Linked DNA regions of Sus scrofa: region 2 is linked to region 1. Evidence: chromatin contacts called from public HiChIP or PLAC-seq data. All regions are on one chromosome and are shown on one strand. The core of a region is the stretch at or near the end of the contact, and the rest is flanking DNA. Distances in the headings are between cores, read along the strand shown.

Evidence for each region. HiChIP or PLAC-seq counts read pairs in DNA pulled down with a chosen protein or histone mark.
Region 2: a contact with region 1 is called in an H3K27ac HiChIP or PLAC-seq map of skeletal muscle. The contact joins the promoter of LDB1 here to the promoter of HPS6 in region 1. A contact is called at or near these places in 1 of 5 promoter capture datasets (liver), 5 of 47 Hi-C or Micro-C datasets (embryonic fibroblasts, epiblast stem cells, heart right ventricle and 2 more) and 2 of 2 datasets of contacts at active chromatin or transcription factors (alveolar macrophages and skeletal muscle).

What each region holds. Positions count from the first base shown.
Region 1 is chr14:113,080,298-113,083,739 of Sscrofa11.1, reverse strand. HPS6 (HPS6, biogenesis of lysosomal organelles complex 2 subunit 3) reads right to left here and starts at 1,759. Exons shown (of 2, transcript NM_001098590.1): 1 at 519-1,759; 2 at 1-516. The coding sequence starts at 1,678.
Region 2 is chr14:113,124,953-113,128,394 of Sscrofa11.1, reverse strand. LDB1 (LIM domain binding 1) reads left to right here and starts at 1,940. Exons shown (of 11, transcript NM_001078685.1): 1 at 1,940-1,965.

The sequences.
Region 1 (3,442 bases), core at 510-3,009:
CCATTGGGTGGTTCCTTCCCAGCTGCTGTACCCCCTAGTACTTTCTTCCACACATCAGGGGGAGCTTGGGACCTCAGCCTGCCATTCTCATCTGGCTGGAGCTGCAGGGCCCTAAGGATGGCACCCCAGGCCGCTGTAGGGAGGGCTTGGAAAATGGTGTTGAGTTGGGCCAACTGGTCTCCCACCAGCTCAGTCTTCAGCAGCCGTGCCACTTCGTGCTCTGCTAGCTCAGTCCAGCCAGCCTCCTCCTCATCCCCAGCCACCAGCTGGGCTTTGAGCTGCTCCAAGCCCCGGTAATCCCGAAGCTCAGCCCTCAGTGTGGTCAACAGTGTAGATGGGGACACGTGGCCCTGGAGGATGGAGGCCAGGGCCTGAGGTGCCCGGAATGTGCTACTGTGTCTCAGCTCCTCTGGGGTGAGCTGGGCACCCCGCAGGCTCCGCCGCTGGTAGTACTCACAGGCTTCCTCAAACACCAGACCTTCAGCCGAAGGCAGCTCAAGCCCCTGTGGGGCTTCCAGCTTACTCGAAAGAGACCCAAGGCTGAAAGCAAACGAAGACCACCTCGGGTCTCCAGCTCTTCCTCATCCTCCATGCCAGGGGCTGGGGGTTCCAGCAAATATACTCGGTCTGTACTTAGGATCTTCCTCTCCAGCAGCTGCCCGCTGCCCATGTCCAGCAGTTCCAATGTGGAGCCCAGTGCACACGCCACAGTGCCTTGAAATGTGCCCAGTGCTGCAGATCCTGCCAGGCCAGTAGGTGCCTCCTGCAGGGTGCCAACAGCCCGGGTACCACCGTGTGGCTGCACCAGGCTCACGGCGCCGCTGAAGTCAAGCCATAGCAGGCCCTGGGGAGCTGGGGCCCAGGTATGTACAGTCAGTGACTGCCTGGGGGACAGCAGCCCAGGAAGGCCTCGGAGCAGGGTCCTGAAGTCCCATGTGTCCCCTCGTCCAGGATTCAAGCTTTTACTGTGGGAGAGGCCAAGACATGGGGCAGCTACCACCACAGTGCCCTTGCCTGGCCTCCAGATGAGTAGAACGTGGCCCACGCCAGGCCAGGTGGTGGCAGTGGGCACCAGGAAGAGGTCCTTGCGGGAGGCCAGCAGCCCAAAAGGCGGGCAGTGGTTCAGCAGGACATGCGTGCGGCCCAGATTGGTGCCAGCCTCCCCGCTGGGTTCCAGGGTGCGGACACACACAGAGTGGCTGAAAGCCACTGGGGGAGGTTCTACCCCTCCCTTAGCACCGGCCTCACGCTCCTCACACCACACCAGGCGGCCCCTGGGCGCCGCCACGGCCACCACACGGGCTCCACCGCTGGGACACAGCTCAGTGCTCTGCAACAGCCGCCAGCCAGGGCCCACCCCGGCGCTCCACACCTCGGCTAGGCCACTCTCCCACACCAGAACCAGCGCTGGTCGAGACGGCCACTGCAGGAAGAAGGCGTCTATTGGTGAGGGCTGGCCAGCGGGCCAGGCACGTTCCAGCTCCGTGCCGGGTCCACGCACCGCAACCAATAGCTGCGGGGCCGGCGCCCCCGGGGGTCGCAGCAACAGCAGGTGGCGGCCGTCCGGGCTGCAACGGACTCGGACGGTTGCGTCGGCGGCCAGCAACTCCCGGAGCCGGGCCGCGCCGCTGAAGTTGCTTAGCTCCGAGAGCAGGCGCAGAGTCCCCACACGCTTCATGGTGCCGCCGCTCAGAAACACGCCCAGGCCTGCCACCCCGCGGGGCGAGGCCCGGCTCTTAGTCCCGGGTTCCCGCGGGAGGTCGAGAGCTGGGCTGACTTCCGTCCCTGGTGGATGAGCCAAGGCCCGGCTCAGAGTCGGCCACGCCCAGCCTTGCGCCTCCAGGCGAGCTAAGGGACGTGCCCTTGTTTACGCCCCGCGGGCGCAACACCGCCCACTAGGGGCGGAGTCGCGGGAGCCCCTCTGGGGGTGGAGCCTTCCGGGCACACAAAGTCTCAGCGCCTCCGACCTTGCCAGCCCTCGGGGCGATCTGAGATCCGGGGTGTCGCCCCGCTGCCCTAGGCCCCGGGAAGCCGCGGAGTGGCCCAGAGTCTGACTCAGGAATCGAGATTCCAGCCCGCTCAGCATCCAGCTCCCAAGGGTTCCCTTCCTTCCACTATCACCCCAGTTTATTCATGAAATTCTTATGAAGCACCTATTAAATGCCAGGCTCTGAGTAGACAACCCTGAACAAAAGGGAAAACCTCAACTTCATGGAGATGACAATCTAGTTGAAAAAAATAATAGCTAGGACTTCCATAGCACTTATTGTGTGACTCCCTCCCCCATTTTGCAGATAAGAAAAACGAAGCACAGAGAGAGAAAGTAAATGGACTCAGATCACACAGCTATTAAGCCATAGAGGTAGAGTGGAATTTCAACTACAGGCAATCTGGGTCCAGCGCCAACGCACCAAACCACTTTGTCAACAGTTCACCCAAACTATAACATTTTGCTAGAAAACAAAATTACAGCATACTTTAATGACACTGAGTCTGTGTGTAATCTCTCCAGCAACACCTACAAATTGACGTGCAGGAGTCCTTTCTACCCCAGGCTTCTTTCTCGGGTGCCGTGGTATTCCACCCTCCACGACCAGTCCTTCTGTCATGAGCCTTGCCTCTCCCTCTCACGTAACTTCTCTGAGAACTGCATCCTTTCCTGTTTCATCAGGCTCATTCTGTCCTTTTGCTCTCAGCATGGAAACACTCTCCAATCTCTCCTGTCTTGGAAGTCACTCTTTCATCCTCTTCTCCCCCAACCTTTATCACTATTATGCCCTTTTTTCCCTTTCAAAGTCAAATGTCTTGCAAAGACCTAGCATTGGTCGCCTCTAACTTCTCTCCTTCCATGCATTTCCCAAACCACTGCTTATCTGAAGTAGATTTTCCTGAAGTTTTCAAGGCATTTTGATATCCTTTTCTCTTTGAGATATTTGACAACTTCCTATTGAAAGACTCTCCTGTGGTTTCTGCAGCATCTTTCTCCTCTAATTTTCCTCTTTATTCTTATTCTTATATTTTTTTTAGGGCCTCACCTGCGGTATATGGAAGTTCCCAGGCTAGGGGTCAGCTACAGCTGCTGGCCTACACCGCAGCCACAGCAAGGCAGTATCCGAGCCTCATGTGCAGCCTACACCACAGCTCATGGCAGTGCCAGATCCTTAACCCACTAAGCAAGGCCAAGGATCGAACCCACATCCTCATGGATACCAGTCGGATTTGTTTCCACTGCGCCACCAGAGGAACGCCAGTTTTCCTCCTTTTTAAATACTATTTTCAGAACTTTATTTGCCATTGATTTCTCTTGTTCCACCATTTTCTTTCTTTCTTTTTTTAGGGCTGCATCTGGCTAGGGGTTCCCAGGTTAGGGGGTCTAATCAGAGCTGCAGCTGCTGGCCTAGGCCACAGCCACAGCAAGGCCAGATTCCAGCTGCATCTCTGA
Region 2 (3,442 bases), core at 691-3,190, 44 kb before region 1:
ACCTTCTCCTAAGCACAAAGGAGGGGATCCCCATTCCTGGGCCGGCCCTCTTTTCAACCCCCAGAATCTGCAACTGCCCATCATTTCATGCTCCCTCAGCAAAAGCCAAGGTGGAGAGAGAAAGGGTCTCATAAACATTTAAGCCTCCACATCTGTAACCCTCCCCCAGTCAGTTAAGCCAGCCCTGCAGACTCTGGGCGGGGGTGAGGGAACCTTCACAATCAATCCCCACCTAAGTAACAAAGGGAAGGAGGACCCTCCACACAGTCTGGGCCAAAAGCCCTGGAAACGGGGGGTGGCGGGGACCAGCCCAGGTCCTCAGGGTCTACTTGTGGAGCCCACCGTAAAGCTTAAGGAAGAAAAGCTAGCAGCTGAGGACCCCCCAGAAGTGAAGGGGGCCAACTCCCTCTTCCAGACAGCTCCCCTCCCCTCCCTCCTTCCGGCTAATAGGTATTTCCTGTTTATGAGGCAGCTAAAGCTGGGCTTTTGGGAAGGGATGGAGACGGAGTCCCCCGACGCCCCTCCAGGTTAGGTTGGGGAATCCTTGAGGAGTGCTGAAGGTTGGGAGGCGCCTCCCTGGGACAGGAGTGTCCCTTACGTTGACCAACCACATCATCCTCCCTTCCACCGCCCCCCCCCAAGGCCCCAGACCCCAGGCGTAAGGGGCACTGGAGGGGTATATTTCCTGTTCTCCCCAGTCTTCGAGGCCCTCAAGGAAAGCAGCTTCCAGAGGAGGGGGGAGGCCGGGAGAGGGAGGCCAAGACTGGATGGAAAAAGGGGGAGGGAGGAGAGCGTCTTGACTGATGAGTCAGAGTCTGCTCGGAGGAAGGATGGCCTGCGGAGTCCCCCCTCCCCAGCCCAACCTGGCGGTCATTCTGCTCCCCCCAACCCCCCGCCGCCTGCAAAACGCATTTCTCAGGCTCTTAGGCGGGATCTCGCCTAATTAACCCTTTTAGCTGCAGTCCCAACTGGTTTAGCAGGCAAGGGAGGGGCAGTTAATTTAGAGGGGAGATGCGCCAAGGGTGGCTACAAGAATTAAGGTAGCGCTGCTTTCCCCACCCAGGTAGGGACAGGGGCGTAGAACCAGGGGCCTCCAGAATAAGTATTCGGCTTTCAGCAGAGAGCAGGGGCTGGGGGTCGGCAGTCCGGTTTCCCTCCCTGAGCGCGGCCGGGGGTGGAGAGAGAGCTACACCTCACAGCTCACCCTGGCTCCGCCTTCCCTAGCCCCGGCTCCCGCTCCGGCTCCTCCACGCTCCCAACTCGGCGGCGGCCGGAGGACAGACACACTGCGTGAGGCTTCGCCTCCTTTCCTCCCCCCTCGCCCGCCCTCTCCGCCTCGGGGTCGCTGCCTCGGTCTCCTTTTATAAAAGCTGCGTCACATGCATGCCGAGCCCAGAACGCTGCCGGCCTCTCGCCGCCCGCCCGCCGCGCGGCGCACGCACGTCGCCGCTTGCAGCGCGCCCGCCTGGGTCACTTTGACATGGCTCTCCCCTCCCACTAGCAGGCAATTAGCATATTAATAAAGCCCGGCCCAGCCCAACGGGGGCTGGAGAGCGGGCGCCTACGAGAGCTAGAGGGAGAACGAGAGGGAGCGCGAGAGCGAGAGGGGGGCGAGCGGCGGCGGCGGCAGGAAGGGCGGCGGGAGCGCACAGACACGCACACGCACACGCGCACACACGGACACACACTCCGGGGACGCACACCCGCGCGCACACACGCAGAGGCAGTTCGCCTTCCTGCCTGATTTCCTTCCTGTCTGCTCTGTGCCTGACAGGCCCCTAGCTGCAGCCAGGGGACGCCCGCACCGGGCCGAGGCCGGGCCGGGCCGGCCGCGAGGGCAGCGAGGGCCGCGGGCGGCGGCGGCGGCTCATGCCCGGCCTGTCCCTGTGCGGGGCGGGCACCGTGACTCGGCTGGGCCCCCAGCGGCGGGCGATGTGAAGATGTCAGTGGGCTGTGCCTGTCCTGGTGAGTGGGGCGCGCGGCCGCCCGGCCCCTCCCTCCCGAACCTTCCCAGCCGATCCCTCACCCCTTGTTTGGCGAGAACTTGTGGGGGGGGGGGCGTCGATGGCATGGCGGTGGCCGGGGGCTGTGTGGGGTGTGTGGGGCCTCGGTGAGGGGAGGGTTTTCCTCAACTGTGTAAATGCGCAGCAGCCCAGAGGCACGGGGAAGAGGTGCTGGGGATAGGTTGTGTGTGTTTTTTTGGGGGGAGGCTAATTGGGGATGGGTTTGGGGGGCTGAAATTCCCAGAATTCCAGGGTGTTAGCCAATCAGAAGTGAGTCTGGACTTTTGACCCCCCCCTCAGGTCATCATAGAGTTGTGATTGGCTGGTTTGGGTTGCCCCCACCTTCCTTGCTGCCTATTCCCTCTTACACATTCTGTGACACCTCCCTCCAGGCTGTTTCTGAACTCCGTGTTTGGGAGGAGGGATTGATTGGGGGCCATCTTGCCCCCCTCCAAATTATCCTGCCTGTTGCTAGGGAAGGTTGGCCCTCCTCGGGGATAGGAGGTTGGGGGGGGTGGGGCAGATAATTGGGCCCTCGGGTCTGGCATCTCCGCCCTAGTGGGAGGGGGGATGTGGCCGCCCCAGGCAGGCTGGGAAATAGAGTGACTTGTCAGAGTTGAGGGGAGCAATGCTTGACCCCAGAGAGAGGGCTTAGTTAGGTTAGGATCCCTGCCTCCTCAAAAACACATCAGTTCTTGCCAGTAGTAGCCTGGGTCTGAGTTCTTTCCTGGGGAGGAAGAAGGCTCTAGCAGGAGCCTCTGCCAGGAGGAAAGAGAGGGGCCATGTGACAGGAGAGGTAGTCTTCAGAGGGCCTCAGAGCATGGTTTATACCCATCTCCAGGACTCTTGGTTCTTGAATTATCAGCAGAACCTCCTCCTGTCCTGTCCCAGGCAGGAATTGGCTTTCTTTTGAAAGTCAGGTGTTCCTGGTTTGGATCCTTGCCCCTCCACATGCCCTGTTCTCTGGGAGGCCCATACCCCACAACTGGACACCCCCTGCCAAACACACAATCCCCAAGGGAAGCTGCCAGCCTGAAAGCTTCCTTGAAAATCATGTGACCCAGGCCAAGCTGGGCTGGGCTGGGCACACACTTAAAGTGCCTGCTGAGGCTGACATTTAAGGGGCATGGGGCCCAGAGGGAGGGCTAGTAGAGCCTGAGGATCCTGGAATATCCGGGTGTGGGAACCCCTGGCTCCTGCTGCAGAGGGTGGGGGAGAGGAGGAGAGAGAAGAGCCTGCCAAGCTGGAATCCTGCCTGGCCCCATCATTCCTCCTCCTACCAGCTTGGTGTGCATGTTTGTGTGTATTTTCTTTATAATTGCTCCATAGTGGTACCCTGTTAGATCCATCCATTTCATCCCATGGCCTTGATCTTCCATCACAATACATAAGCATAGCTAAAGCGCCGTCTTAAATTTTGATTATTATTTCCTACAAAT